2 separate regions of the Salmo salar genome follow, and region 2 is linked to region 1. The links are chromatin contacts, called in public Hi-C maps. All regions are on one chromosome and are shown on one strand. The core of a region is the stretch at or near the end of the contact, and the rest is flanking DNA. Distances in the headings are between cores, read along the strand shown. Region 1 holds the start of LOC106572432 (lysine-specific demethylase 5C). Region 2 overlaps LOC106572434 (IQ motif and SEC7 domain-containing protein 1).

Evidence for each region. A called contact is a pair of places that touch in the nucleus more often than the background predicts.
Region 2: a Hi-C map of muscle shows a contact between it and region 1, with 7 times the contacts expected there. The contact joins the enhancer-like site here to the promoter of LOC106572432 in region 1. A contact is called at or near these places in 2 of 3 Hi-C or Micro-C datasets (gill and muscle).

What each region holds. Positions count from the first base shown.
Region 1 is chrssa15:86,726,576-86,734,418 of Ssal_v3.1, forward strand. LOC106572432 (lysine-specific demethylase 5C) reads right to left here and starts at 4,591. Exons shown (of 27, transcript XM_014146614.2): 1 at 3,732-4,591; 2 at 1,937-2,084; 3 at 1,617-1,694; 4 at 1,334-1,456; 5 at 971-1,141; 6 at 636-767. The coding sequence starts at 3,736. LOC106572434 (IQ motif and SEC7 domain-containing protein 1) reads right to left here. Exons shown (of 16, transcript XM_045696222.1): 16 at 7,445-7,843.
Region 2 is chrssa15:86,770,354-86,778,196 of Ssal_v3.1, forward strand. All of the region lies in intron 1 of LOC106572434 (IQ motif and SEC7 domain-containing protein 1), which reads right to left. Among protein-coding and RNA genes, the nearest start is that of LOC106572432, 43 kb to the left of the region's middle. Within about 2 kb of position 4,223, at least 1 of the 13 cell types and tissues checked has an H3K27ac peak or open chromatin away from gene starts, as enhancers often do. A contact at or near this core is called in muscle, where this site is marked.

The sequences.
Region 1 (7,843 bases), core at 3,341-5,840:
CTGTCCGGTGGACAGATTATCTTGGCAAAGGAGAAATGCTCACTAACAGGGATGTAAATAAATGTGCACACAATTTGAGAGAAATAATCTTTTGTGCATATGGAAAATGTCTGGGATCTTTTATTTCAGCTCATTAAACATGGGACCAATACTTAAATGTTGCGTTTATATTTTTGTTTAGTGTACATGATTATATGGGCGTATGATACAAGTTTATCTCCATGACTACTATTCAAGTACTAACAAAATCCATCACTGATAGTCTACATAGATAATAACATCTACGAATGTAACATGATTTGTGTTAATGGCAGGTGTTGTTCTCCCCAAGGTATTACACTGACAGCTCTGTAATAACCAGAGTAGAGCACTATTTTTTTTTCTCACTTCCAGTTCTCAGAAGGCAGCACATCACCCAATGAATAGATTTGGCTATTTATAGATTATGGTTGATTATTCAGTGGTGGAATGTGAGTGCTTACATGAATGATCAACACGATCATGGCAATGGGTAAAAAAATAACCAACTTCTGTTAAGATCTGTGAAAAAGGTTTTTAAATAGCACACACACAAAGGTTGACAGTGTTAAAAGGGAATATATTAAGTCATTGTGGACCGTGTGCCCGTAACTCACGTCTGGCTGAAGGCGATTGGCTCGGCGTCCGTAGCTGCTCATCTTGGAAGGCTGGACAGACTGGCGTAGGGGGATGGAGTGGGGCTTGTATTCTCTATCCACCTCTTCTCCATCATATAGCTTTGGCTTAGTCTGCTACACAGACAAATCCTGGGGTTAAACCCTGTTCTACATTCATGACTATGGACGGACACACTTTATTAACATACGCAACTGGCATAACAAATAATGAATGCAAGTCATGTAAGTCAAATTCTATTTGATAGATCATAAGTTGATAGATCGCTTGTGTAAGCGCAAAAGAGCAGGAGCAAAGTGGGTGAGTGTAGCGTTACCGGCAGGCTGGCCCCAGCATGAAACACCTCAAAGGGGTAGACAATCCTCTCGTAGTGTGAGCGCAGGAGGGAGCCAATGTTCCTGCCAGTTGGGTAGCCAAGCTTCTGGGCCACACGAGCCCAACGCCGCTCCTTACCGACTATATCAAACCCTCCCTCCTCTATCACAACCTACAGCACAAAATAATACAGTAAGTGTACAGTCAGCTTAGTTTTACAGGCCTAAGTACAGTTGGAGAGTGTTAGCAATAGTAAGATCTATCACAATTTTGAAAAGATTCCGTCTTTTTTTTTGTTATACTGAAGTAAGACATGCAACAGGGGGTTTATTGAGAAATGACATGAGTCAGTCAGCTCCAGCACCTTGGACAGGCTGAAAAGGTCCAAGATACGCCTCTCGATGTTTGGGATCTTGAGGGAGGATCCCTGGATCTCCCAGAACTTGGCAATCCGGTCCAAGTAGTTCAGCTTGACTCGGGTCTCCGCCTGAGGAGAGGGGGGGGGGGGGGTCAGGAGTTAATATGATTAGATGGAGTGAAAACAAAAATTGAATCTGAGTTAACCAGAACAAGTGACTTCTAGAAGAGTTATTCAATATCAAGACTCAACCATTCAGTGATACATCATAGGATGGAGAGAGACAAACCTCTAGCTCATTGAGTCTCTGTATACGGGGTGTGAAGCGGAAGCTATCCACCTCCACAGCAAAGGGTGGCTGCCAGTCCTGTAGGGGAAAGGGAACCCTTTGATCAATGTCGGTTTGATGTAAACACTTGTCATTCTGTCTCCTGGAATCTCAAGCCTTTGCTCAGCTTGTAAGAGAGAAAGACGACTTTTTGTTGTGTGCTGGACACAAATAACACAGTGAGACTACATCAGATTGGTTACGGTTGGAGGAAAACAACCGCATTCAACTCTACAGGTTTCAGTGGGTTAAATGATAGATGCGTATCAGTAAACACTTACAGCAGGAGGACGAATCTTGCAGATTCCAGACTTCTCTGCAATTGGACGGATCTTGGCAATATAGCCCAGGGGATCCTGAAACTCCTCCCATGACGGCTCGAACACTGGGCACTCAGGAGGCGGCACAAAGTCTTCCCCCTCCATCGCCCTGGCAACAGGTAAGGCCAAGAATCAGCATGTCAAGTCACCACACAGTGAAGCAACTTACTTAGCAACTGTCTTAAGTGCTAATCAGAGTCCAAAGCGTGTACGCGACCGCACAGCAGTGTTCTAGAAAATTGTATGGTTGGTTTTCATACTTTTGGAATTCTCTGCGCGGTTCAAGCAATTTCTCCATCTGTCACCACATTCAAATGAATAGACGACGCGTACGCAGAGACACGTTTGTTTGGGATTTTGGGAAGGTGTGCGGTTGGGCTATGCATCTCCTACAGACGGTGGTCTCAGAGCCGTGTAGCTGTGTCACAATGTGCCACCAGACTCCCGGCGTCTGTGGGCTCTGAAATACGCTTTACCCCATCACCCAAATCTAAGATTGCAAATATTACATAAACAAACACATTAATATCTATCTTAAAAATATATTTTTGTAACTTCCAATCCTGTCAATAGGGGACAAGAAACATGTTGAGACAAGTTCAAAATTAGGCTAAGGGTCAAACAATCACATGGGCTTTTTCCCTTGGGATTACCCGTTATTAAGAAGTTCATAAGTACAGTTTCATAAATCTAATTGTATACATTAACTGCGCGTCAGAGTATGTTTTTCCATCAGCTCAAACAAAGAAAAAAGGGGCCCAAGGGAGACAACCAACATTTTTGAATGGCCATTGTTTCACAAAATCTTACATGATTCTTCTACTTGTGAATAAAATGTTTGAATAGAATCCTGTTCTGATATTCAGAATAAGTAAACAGAACATCATATAATCTAGTAAAACTGCATTTAGACATGCAGTCCAATTATTTTTTTCAACTAATTGGTCTTTTGACCAATCACAACAGGTATTTTTACATAACTTTTTCAGAGATGATCTGATTGGTCAAAAGACCAATTAGTGACAAAAAGACCAGAATTGGGCTGCCTGTCTAAAACGTAGCCTATGACATCAAAAACCCAAACCTGTTGTTAACCCAATATGGGGAAGGAGTTCTATGTAACTGGTCACCCCTCCCCCTACCTTACAGCCACAACAAATAAAGCACTTCTTACATGGTGCCATTTGTGTCATGGATATGTCTCATAAGATGCATCAAGAGGTCAAATTGGTGTTCGGTCATCAATAGAAAATAACGCACTTACTAATAATGGTGATATGAAAAAGTTAAAGTCCTACTGTCTGGGATTTGTTTTGTTTACTACAATTGATTTCACAAGAACTGAGGTATGTTATTATCTGAGAAGGCCTCCTTCATTTCCTGTCACTAGAAAATAATGATAAAGACATTTGAGGAAGCTTAGTACTCAAATGTTGGGACACATTCTCAAATTGTAAAGTCCCTAATCTCAACATACAGACGTCACACGAGTTAAGGCTAAATTACTTAAATGGAAGGCCTGATTGCACCCATCCACTTAACAAGACCAAATATGGGAGCAACCCATCCAAGTTAGGTAACAAATTAATGTTGTCATTGTCAAACACCACAAAATATGGGCCATTTGGCACACACATAGGTCCTTGGTGACAAGCTAGGAAAATCCCAAGGAGTTTGTGATTTTTAGCAGCTTAACTAGTTAGCTAACTTACTTGATAAGATGTATATCTAACGTTATTAGACTATATAGACTTACATCATATTAGATACTTGGTACTTGGACAGCAACTCTTCCTGACACGTTCAGCGTGGTCAAAGACGAAATAATGGATTCCGATGTCACCAATAATGGGCCGTTTAGGTGTCTTGAAAGCTCACGGGGTCTATTGTTCAGCACTGGGTCACGATTAGGGTGGCTGAAGCGAATGGTCGTTATGGCCTCCACTTTTCAGCCCACCCCAGGCAGCACCTCCGGTCTCGGATATCACTGCAAATTGGCGTGGAAGTTTAACTTGACATATTGGTTACTTCTGTTTTGGACGTGTCCCAAGCCAGATGTGAATTGCTTAATTTTATATCAAAAGATTCCGGACAATCCCGTAGACACTTCCTTCTCCTGAGACTATCCTCCTTACTTTGTTGTTGTTTAGCTAGCTGTCGCTGGTTAGCTAGCGAACGTTAGCTAACAAGCTAGGTCCAGTTAGCTCACGTAAAGTTAGCCGTTTTCAGCCTCGCTTCCCCCATAGACCCACTTCTATTGATGTAGAAGGGTAAAGATTATCCACTTCAAAGACTCGTTTGCTTGTACAACGAGTGACTGTGAGAATTACGTCCCCATCAAATCAATTTGTGACCAACTTCGCTATCCCCCGTTCATCCTGTCCGTGTTAGACGCCATCTTAGTTTCATCATTGCCTAAGCACAACCTTAAATCTCTCAACTACTGACTACGACAGATTAGTTATTTGAGCGGAAGAGAGGGTAGGAATTAATCCCTCCACATTCGCTCGTTTATAGAAAGTAGTTCATAGACGCATTTTCTCTTATCTTGACCTATTTCACGAATTATGATGCCCATTCACTGAATTGTATCACCAGTATACGCATGGCTACATACAATTAGTATATAGTTTAAAACGTGTGCCAATATTCAATGAATAAGAATGGCAGCAGACGGTACTGCACATTAATTCAGATGTGGAGGATGGCAGAGTTGCATGATGCAGGTACGTGACACGGAGTAATATACCTACTGGCACCTCTTGCTATTTTTTTTTTTAACCAGGTAGGCTAGTTGAGAACAAGTTCTCATTTGCAACTGCGACCTGGCCAAGATAAAGCATAGCAATTCGACACATACAACAACACAGAGGTACACATGGAATAAACAAAACATACAGTCAATAATACAGTAGAACAAAAGAAAACAAAAAGTCTAATGAGTGCAAATGAGGTAAGTTAAGGCAATAAATAGGCAATGGTGGTGAAGTAATTACAATATAGCAATTAAACACTGGAATGGTAGATGTGCAGAAGATGAATGTGCACGTAGAGAGGAGCAAGCAAATGAGCAAGATAAATAAATAAATACAGTATGGGGATGAGGTAGGTAGATAGATGGGCTGTTTACAGATGGGCTATGTACAGGTGCGGTGATATGTGAGCTGCTCTGACAGCTGGTGCTTAAAGCTAATGAGGGAGATATGAGTCTCCAGGTTCAGAGGTTTTTGCAGTTCGTTCCAGTCATTGACAGCAGAGAACTGTAAGGAAAGGCGACCAAAGGAGGAATTGGCTTTGGGGGTGACCAGTGAGATATACCTGCTGGAGCGCATGCTTCGAGTGGGTGCTGCTATGGTGACCAGTGAGCTGAGATAAGGCTTTACCTAGCCGAGACTTGTAGATAACCTGTAGCCAGTGGGTTTGGCGACGAGTATGAAGCGAGGGCTAACCAACTAGAGCATACAGGTCGCAGTGGTGAGTAGTGTATGGGGCTTTGGTGACAAAACGGATGGTACTGTGATAGACTGCATCCAGTTTGTTGAGTACAGTGTTGGAGGCTATTTTATGATGACATCACTGAAGTCGAGGATCGGTAGGATGGTCAGTTTTACGAGGGTATGTTTGGCAGCATGAGTGAAGGATGCTTTGTTGCGATATAGGAAGCCGATTCTAAATTTAATTTTGGGTTGGAGATGCTTAATGTGAGTCTGGAAGTAGAGTTTGCAGTCAAACCAGACACCCAGGTATTTGTAGTTGTCCACGTATTCTAAGTCAGAGCCGTCCAGAGTAGTGATGCTGGACGGGCGAGCAGGTGCGGGCAGTGATCGATTGAATAGCATGCATTTAGTTTTACTTGCGTTAAAGAGCAGTTGGAGGCCACGGAAGGAGAGTTGTATGGCATTGAAGCTCGTCTGGAGGTTAGTTAACACAGTGTCCAAAGAGGGGCCAGAAGTATACAGAATGGTGTCGTCTGCGTAGAGGTGGATCAGAGAATCACCAGCAGCAAGAACAACATCATTGATGTATACAGAGAAGAGAGTTGGCCCGAGAATTGAACCCCGTGGCACACCCATAGACTGCCAGAGGTCCGGACAACAGGCCCTCCGATTTGGGCCTGTTGACTTGGAGAAGATCTGCAAAGCGGAGTGGGACAAAATCCTTCCTGAGATGTGTGCAAACCTGGTGGATAACTACAAGAAACGTCTGACCTCTGTGATTGCCAACAAGGGTTTTGCCACCAAGTACTAAGTCATGTTTTGCAGAGGGGTCAAATACTTATTTCCCTCATTAAAATGCAAATAAATGTATAACATTTTTGACATGCGTTTTTCTGGATTTTGTTGTTGTTATTCTGTCTCTCACTGTTCAAATAAACCTACCGTTAAAATTATAGACCGATCATTTCTTTGTCAGTGGGTAAACGTACAAAATCAGCAGGGGATCAAATACTTTTTTCCCTCACTGTATTCCTAGTTCTACATTTTTTGAGTGGGGCATGCTTATTTAAGATGGTGAGGAAGGCACTTTTAAAGAATAGCCAGCCATCATATACTGACAGGATGAGGTCAATGTCATTCCAGGATACCCCGGCCAGGTCGATTAGAAAGGCCTGCTCGCAGAAGTGTTTTAGGGAGCGTTTGACAGTGATGAGGTTTGGTCGCAGACCCATTACAGATGCAGGCAATGAGTCAGTGATCGCTGAGATCTTGATTGAAAACAGCAGAGGTGTATTTGGCTATCAAAACACAGTTGGGGGTGATGATGATCGATTACTTTTTTTTATCTGATAGGATACTTTTTTTAAATCATTGGTGATCGGCTTAATGCTGGGAATTATTTGCCTGATAAAATTAAGCATAAATGAAGGACATTTTTCCTTTTCACCTCACAAATGTACACGACTGGATGAGTGAGCCATGCCTATTATAACCTAGTTTTAAACTGAAGTCATAAATCACTACCTACTTAATTGTTTTTATTTAACTAGGCAACTCGGTTAAGAACTAATTCTTATTTACAATGATGGCCTACCGGGAAGAGTGGGTGAACTGCCTTGTTCATGGACAGAGTGACAGATGTTTACCTTGTCGGCTCGGGGATTCGATCCTGCAACCTTTCGGTTACTGGCCCAACGCTCTAACCACTAGACTACCTGCCTCCCCATAATAGGATTTAGGCTGGTGTTGGAGACTTTTTTTTAAATGAAGTACAAAGAAAAAGCTATGTTGTCCAGTCCTAGGGACCTCATTCAGTATCACACCTACAATCAGTCTCAGGAATAATACCTGTTCCAAGAGCATCACGTCCCAGGGACATCATGATCATGGGTGGCAGAAATTGCGTTTAGCCATTAGATGGTGCTGTTGATTACATTGTAAAACAGGGTTTAGAAAGCCCAATGATGGAGCTGTGTTCATCATCCATCACATTTGCAGTCAAGAAGACGTCAATATAAGACAGAAGATCGCGTCACTGCAAGGACACTTTTTAATATGTCAGAAGCAATAAATATTCACATCTCAATTCTCTATTCTTTCAGTTTACACTTACTACATACACAAATTAAATTCTTAGGATCATACTTGTTGTATGTTTAAAATAATATCAATTAGTGCTCTGACATACAAACATTTCAGTACTCTAATTTATTATCTAACCTTCAGTCTAAAATAAAAATAATTAAATCGGACCAAAGTCCCCCTGCTCCTCTTTCTTTCTCACACACGCAGGCATGCACGCTCACACGCGCACAGGCACACACCTTAATAACAAAATGGAAATATTTATTTCCAAAGTTATTAAGTATTTGTAATATAATATGTACATTCATATTTATACAGTACAATCCATTCAATAAGTGCAGATATA
Region 2 (7,843 bases), core at 2,973-5,472, 43 kb after region 1:
AGTGACATCTGATGAAGAGAATCAAAGGTAATGGATTATTTACATAGTATTTTCGATTTTAGATCTCTCCAACATGGCGGTCAGTCTGTATCGCAAAGCGTATTTTTCTGGGCGCAGTGCTCAGATTATTGCAAAGTGTGATTTCCCAGTAAGGTTATTTTTAAATCTGGCAAGTCGATTGCGTTCAAGAGATGTAAATCTATAATTCTTTAAATGACAATATAATATTTTACCAATGTTTTCTAATTTTAATTATTTAATTTGTGGTGCTGACTTGACTGCCGGTTATTGGAGGGAAACGATTTCCTGAACATCAACGCCATAGTAAAACGCTGTTTTTGGATATAAATATGAACTTGATAGAACTAAAAATGCATGCATTGTCTAACATAATGTCCTAGGAGTGTCATCTGATGGAGATTGTCAAAGGTTAGTGCATCATTTTAGCTGGTTTTATGGTTTTGGTGACGCCTGTCTTTGAATTGACAAAACATTACACACAGCTATTGTCAATGTACTCTCCTAACATAATCTAACTTTATCCTTTCGCCGTAAAACCTTTTTGAAATCGGACAACGTGGTTAGATTAAGGAGATGTTTATCTTTCAAAGGGTGTAAGATAGTTGTATGTTTGAAAAATTTGAATTTTGACATTTATTTTGTTTCAAATTTGCCGCTCTTGAAATGCACCTGCTGTTGATAGGGTGCACCACGGGTGGCACGCTAGCGTCCCACATAGCCCCAAGAGGTTAACAGCCTCCTCTCACATGCCACCTCCTTTGTCTCCTCTGTCTCTGTCTGTCCTTCACCCCTCACTTGTCCCTCACCTTTTCCTTGTTCTGTCTCCACAATAGAGCTCACAGACAGACACCGGGGTTGAGAGTAACCCAAGCCTTATGTTTTAGCAATAGTGATAGAATAAAACAATCCTTTCCAAGACCCATCAAAGGAAAACACCACTGACCAGCCTTCCAGAGAGAACAACAACAGACTTTAGTTTATGTAAGCTACACTGTATATACCAAAGTATGTGGACACCTCTTCAAATTAGTGGATTCGGGCTATTTCAGCTGACAGGTGTATAAAATTGAGCACACAGCCATGCAACCTGACAGAGCTTGAGAGGATCTGCAGAGAAGAACAGGAGAAACTCCCCAAATACAGGTGTGCCAAGCTTGTAGCGTCATACCCAAGAAGACTCGAGGCTGTAATGGCTGCCAAAGGTGCTTCAACAAAGTACTGAGTAAAGGGTCTGAACACTTATGTAAAAGTGATATTTCCATAAAAAATTCTAAAAACTGGTTTTTGCTTTGTCATTATGGGGTTTTGTGTGTAGATTGATGAGGAAAAAAAAGAATTTAATCAATTTTAGAATAAGGCTGTAACGTAACAAAATGTGGAAAAGGTGTGAATACTTTCCGAATGCACTGTATATAGCCAAAGTATGTGGACACCCCTTCAAATTATTGGATTTGGCAATTTTAAGCCACACCCGTTGCTGATAGGTATATAGAAATGAGCACACCGCCATGCAATCTCCATAGACAAACATTGGCAGTAGAATGGCCTTACTGAAGAGCTCAGTGACTTTCAACATGGCATAGGATGCCACCTTTCCAACAAGTCAGTTCATCAAATGTCTGCCCTGCTAGAGCTGCCCCGGTCAACTGTAAGTGCTGTTATTGTGAAGTGGAAACCTCTAGGAGCAACAACAACTCCGCCGCGAAGTGGTAGGCAACACAAGCTCACAGAAAAGGAAAACCGAGTGCTGAAGCGCGTAGGGTGTAAAAATCGTCTGTCCTCAGTTGTAACACTCACCAAACTGCCTTTGGAAGCAACGTCAGCACAATAACTGTTCGTCAGGAGCTTCATGAGAAGGATTTCCATGGCCAACCAGCCGCACACAAGCCTAAGATCACCATGCGCAATGCAAAGCGTTGGCTGGAGTGGTGTAAAGCTTGCTGCCATTGGACTCTGGAGCCGTGGAAACGCGTTCTCTGGAGTGATGAATCACGCTTCATTATCTGGAAGTCCGACTGACTAATCTGGGTTTGGCGGATGCCTGGAGAAGGCTACCTGCCCCAGTGCATAGTGCCAACTGTAAAGTTTGGTGGAGGAGGAATAAAGGTCTGGGGCTGTTTTTCATCGCTCAGGCTCCTTAGTTCCAGTGAAGGGAAATCTTAACACTACAGCATACAATGACATTCTAGACAATTCTGTGCTTCCAACTTTGTGGCAACAGTTTAGGGAAGGCCCTTTCCTGGTTCAGCATGACAATGCCCCTGTCCACATACTTATGGTAATGTAGTGTATGAACCATCACCGCTATTTGGTGATAATGTTACATCATCAAACAGCTATATTCTAGTAATGATGGAAACATAGATAATATCGCTCTTACTGTACATCATGTCTGAAACAGGAAATGAACACATTTACCCATGAGTTGAATAACTTTCATTGTAGAACTCAGAAGAAGTGAATACTGTGAGAGAACAAACAAATCATTCATTTGTCAGATTCCAGCATTCTTCTGCGTCCTACACTCCATCCACTAATTCCACTCCTCCATCTAACTGACTCTCTGATAATCTCCAACATAAAACCTGTTCCCTCACAGACATTACTCACATACTGATATTGTACATACAGTTGAAGTTGGAAGTTTACATACACTTAGGTTGGAGTCATTATAACTTGTTTTTCAACCACTCCACAAATTTCTTGTTAACAAACTATAGTTTTGGCAAGTTGGTTAGGACATCTACTTTGTAATATCTACAAGTAATTATTCCAAGAATTGTTTACAGACAGATTATTTCACTTATAATTCACTGTGTCACAATTCCAGTGGGTCAGAAGTTTACATACACTAAGTTGACTGTGCCTTTAAACAGCTTGGAAAAGTCCAGAAAATTATGTCATGGATTTAGAAGCTTCTGATAGGCTAATTGACATCATTTGAGTCAATTGGAGGTGTACCTGTGGATGTATTTCAAGGCCTACCTTCAAACTCAGTGCCTCTTTGCTTGACATCATGGGAAAATCTAAAGAAATCCTCCTACATTTCACTCAATCTACTTCCACCCTCGGCTCTATCTATAGACAGGGAACACGACAGGTCTGCTTTCATCACTACTGAATGTAACCTCTCACTGTCGCAAACATGAACTTACTGTAATGAACACTTCCAATAACCCTGATGTATCCTCACATCGCTACATATTTGTCGCCAAACCCACTGGCTCCAGGTCATCTATAAGTCTTTGCTAGGTAAAGCTCCGCCTTATCTCAGCTCAGCAGGTATATTTCATTGTGTACAGTTAACTGTCCATACACAGTCATAGTATCTATAGAAGCTGTTCAAATAGAAAGAAATGCATCAAGGACATAGACTGGAGCTGAGTTAAACAGCCTTCGTAACACAGTAGGTCCTGCATAGTGACTCAGTCATACTGACTCAGTGAGCTCTATAAAAAACACATACAGTGCATACACACGTTTTACATACAATCCAACTGACAATCACTCAACACTTAGTTACAGCATGTCATCTTTGTTGCGCTGTATAGAAAGTTTGGGAGTGAAATCAAGAGTCCTTACCGTGCTGCTGCTGCAGTTAAAGAGAGGTCCCACACAGACTGGTGAAGCGTGATAACAAACACACACACACTTCACAAACACACACTCACATTCTCTCACTCGCCCTTCAGAGCAGCAAGGATATATTCCTTACAGTCTTTTGACAGCTCTGAACTTACTCACCCTGCCCAAACTCTCTCACACTCCCTCCCCCTGTTTCTTTCCTTCTCACATTACCCAGCTGACCGACAGGCAGGCACACACTATTACACAGTGACAAATAGTACAAACACACCAGTCACAACAGAACAGCTAGGAGAGAAAGGGTCAGAGGTGGGATAATTAACTTCTCATTCAAATGGCACCAATGAAGAGATGGAGTCAGGTCTATATAGCTTGATACCTGGTGTATTATGTCACGTCATACTGCATTTCTGCTATACTGTACACTACTATACCTTCATAAGTGTGTGGGTGTGTTCATGTGTAGGCCTAATCAAGTAAAGAAAACACGCATACATCATAAATACACACAGATATCATTTTCTATTGGTCACCAACATTTTATTGAAGATGCCCGTGCCCACAGTTACCGGTCGATTACTGTATGTGTCTCAGAGACACAGTTGAGAAGTACAGTAGGACTACTCTACCATTGAGATTATAATCACTGTGCCCTCTGCTGTCCCGAGGTCTACACTACAACTACATTTACAGTGGTAAATTATGATGGGTGTACATCAGGACCGTTTTTTCAATTCTTCTCTGCACCAATTATGATATGTTTATTTCAGATACAGATCAATGTCCTCTAACATTTCTAAACAAACACAAACAAATACCAGGACATTCAACCCATTGAAATAGTTTTTTTTTTGGTTCAATCTCATTGTGTGATGATAAGATCTAACTTCTCACAGACTTTGGTGGCAGTGTAGTAGCTGCTGAACACAAAGAATGACTAGGCTACTTTAAAACTGAGGAGACAGGTGTGAGATGAGCAGAGAAAATCTAATGATCTCAGACAGTGAGCAAATAAGAGACAGAGATATACAGTATGTGAAGAAAACATTACAGTTCATGAACCAACTACCACTGAGTCATACTTTCTGGTAAATCACTATCACAACAACTATCACACTGAGACTAAAATTCGCATGCAACTAAAGAAGGATCATTCCATTTAAATCCATCCAGACTGGGGCTCTGTCCAGTGTCATTCAACTGGAGTCCCTCATAGAGACTGAGAGTCCGACTCAGGTGATTGACTGAGCTGTCCAGCTTGACTCCATGAGACCAATCAGCTGTCCAGCTTGATGTCAAGAGACCAATCAAAGTGCAGGGTTATCGAGAGGAGGGGCTACTGCACCCTGAGGAGGGACAACAGAACTGATGGGATGCATCATCCTCACACTCCTCACTGAGGAACCAACGGGAATGAGTAAAGCGAGAGACAGACAGAGAGAAAGGAATGGAGACAGGGTGATAGACAGACGGAAAGGGAGGTAGGGAAGGAGATAGAGTGAGGGAAGAAGACATGGAAGTAGGGAGGGAGAGGATGGAGAAAGACAGAAGATACACAGAGAAACAGAGAAAACAGATAGCAAGAAAAAGAGAAAAAGCATGAGATAGAAATACATGACAAAAAGTTGATCAAAGCATACATTGGTGGAAATGATACTGAGAGAAGAGAGGAGCAGGAGGCTGTTGACATGTTCCTGTCATATCCTAAATGTGTAAAAAGGAAACAGTTTTAAGTAAAGTTTCTGTGTCTATGTGTCAGCTGAAGCCAGAGGTCAAGATCATCATAGTAAAGCTAAGGGAGTGAACGTTATTTATAATAATGGTTACATGGAGAAAATCGGACCTCTCTGAAATGAAAATGGATGGCCCTCCCTTCAGCAAAATATCTTTGACCTAAACCCTCCCTAAACGCTTGAAAAATAAACAAGTGACCCACCCTATACCCAAAATAATAATTAAAATAAAGTGGATAGCAGAGAACATGTCTACCATTTACCCTCAAATCTTGGACAGACCAGAGCCTTAGATTTAGACACTGTTTTTGTCCTGTAAGCATTACATGGCAACCCAGGAATTTTGATAGTGCACAGGGCTGCGGGTCAGAAGGTTGTGGGTTCGCAGACCACCATAGACAAGAGTAGGAGTGGAAAGATTGCATGAGTCGTCGATCATCGTATTTGCAGGTTGGAGAAAAATAGCCTTTAATAAAAAATCTCCTGCAATTCTGTCATTTTACATATTAGCAAAATGTTTTTGTATACTACACGTATTACTGAAATTACAGCCTACTCATTCAAGGGTTTTTCTTTATTTTTACTTTTTTCTACATTGTAGAATAATAGTGAAGACATGAAAACCATGGAATCATGTAGTAACCAAAAAAGTGTTTAAAAAATCAAAATATATTTTAGATTTTAGATTCTTCAAAGTATCCACCCTTTGCCTACAGCTTTGCACACTCTTGGCATTCTCTCAACCAGCTTCACCTGGAATGTTTTTCCAACAGTCTTGAAGGAGTTCCCACATATGCGGAGCACTTGTTGGCTGCTTTTCCTTCACTCTGCGGTCCAACTCATCCCAAAGCATCTCAATTGGGTTGAGGTCGGGTGATTGTGGAGGCCAGGTCATCTGATGCAGCATGCCATCACTCTCCTTCTTGGTCAAATAGCCCTTACACAGCCTGGAGGTGTGTTGGGTCATTGTCCTGTTGAAAAACAAATGATCGTCCCACTAAGTGCAAACCAGATGGGATGACGTATCGCTGCAGAATGCTGTGGTAGCCATGCTGGTTAAGTGTGCCTTGAACTCTAAGTAAATCACAGACAATATCACCAGCAAAGCACCATCACACCTCCTCCTCCATGCTCCAAGGTGGGAACCATGTATGCGGAGATCATCCGTTCACCTACTCTTCGTCTCACAAAGACACGGCGGTTGGCACCAAAAATTACAAATTTGGACTCATCAGACAAAAGGACACATTTCCACCTAATGTCCATTGCTTGTGTTTCTTGGCCCAAGCAAGTCTCTTCTTATTATTGGTGTCCTTTAGTAGTGGTTTCAATTCGACCATGAAGGCCTGATTCACGCAGTCTCCTCTGAACAGTTGATGTTGTGATGTGTCTGTTACTTCAATTTCTGAGGCTGGTAACTCTAATGAACTTATCCTCTACAGCAGAGGTAACTCTGAGTCCTCCTTTCCTGTGGCAGTCCTCGTGAGTGCCAGTTTCATCATAGCGCTTGATGGTTTTTGTGACTGCACTTGAAGAAACTTTCAAAGTTCTTGAAATGTTCTGCATTGACTGACCTTCATGTCTTAAAGTAATGATGGACTGTTGTTTCTCATTGCTTATTTGAGCTGTTCTTGCCATAATATGGACTTGGTCTTTTACCAAATAGAGCTATCTTCTGTGTACCACCCCTACCTTGTCACAACACAACTGATTTGCTCAAATGCATTAAGAAGGAAAGAAATTCCCCAAATTAACTTTTAACAAGGCACACCTGTTAATTGAAATGCATCGCAGGTGACTACCTCATGAAGCTGGTTGAGAGAATGTGTGCAAAGTTGTCATCAAGGCAAAGGGTGGCTACTTTGAAGAATCTTAAAATGTACAATATATTTTGATTTGAACATTTTTTGCTTACTACATGATTCCATGTGTTATTTCATAGTATTGATGTCTTCACTATTATTCTACAATGTAGAAAATAGTAAAAAACCCTGGAATGAGTTGGTGTCCAAACTTTTGACTGGTACTGTATGTGTTCATCTTATCATATTTATCCAATGCAAAATCAGTGTGTCTTGTTTACAACGAAACTGTCCCTGTTCACAAATAATTAAATATAAGACGTCATTATGAATCTGAGCATGTACTTTCAAAAGTTAGACCTACCTATCCACCCCAAACAAAGTAGCCTTACCGACGCAGAAAACTATATGCTTTAACTGCTTGCTACTCTTCCGTGGCTTAACCCAATGAGCTTTCCCAAAAAGCTGTCTGGGTTTAAACATCTTCTGTTGTACAGAAAGTGAATAGCTTAATCAGTTGATAGTGACAGAATTAGATTACTTCCCAAGCAAAGTACATTGTTTGTCTTTTCGGCTATAGAAGGTTATAGCTCAGCCTCTGAATGTCAAAGAAACTAAACAATGATATTCCCATATGAATCTGGGTATTTTACAGCTTGTTACTAGCATAAAGCATCGAGGAAAAAGTACTGTTATATATTA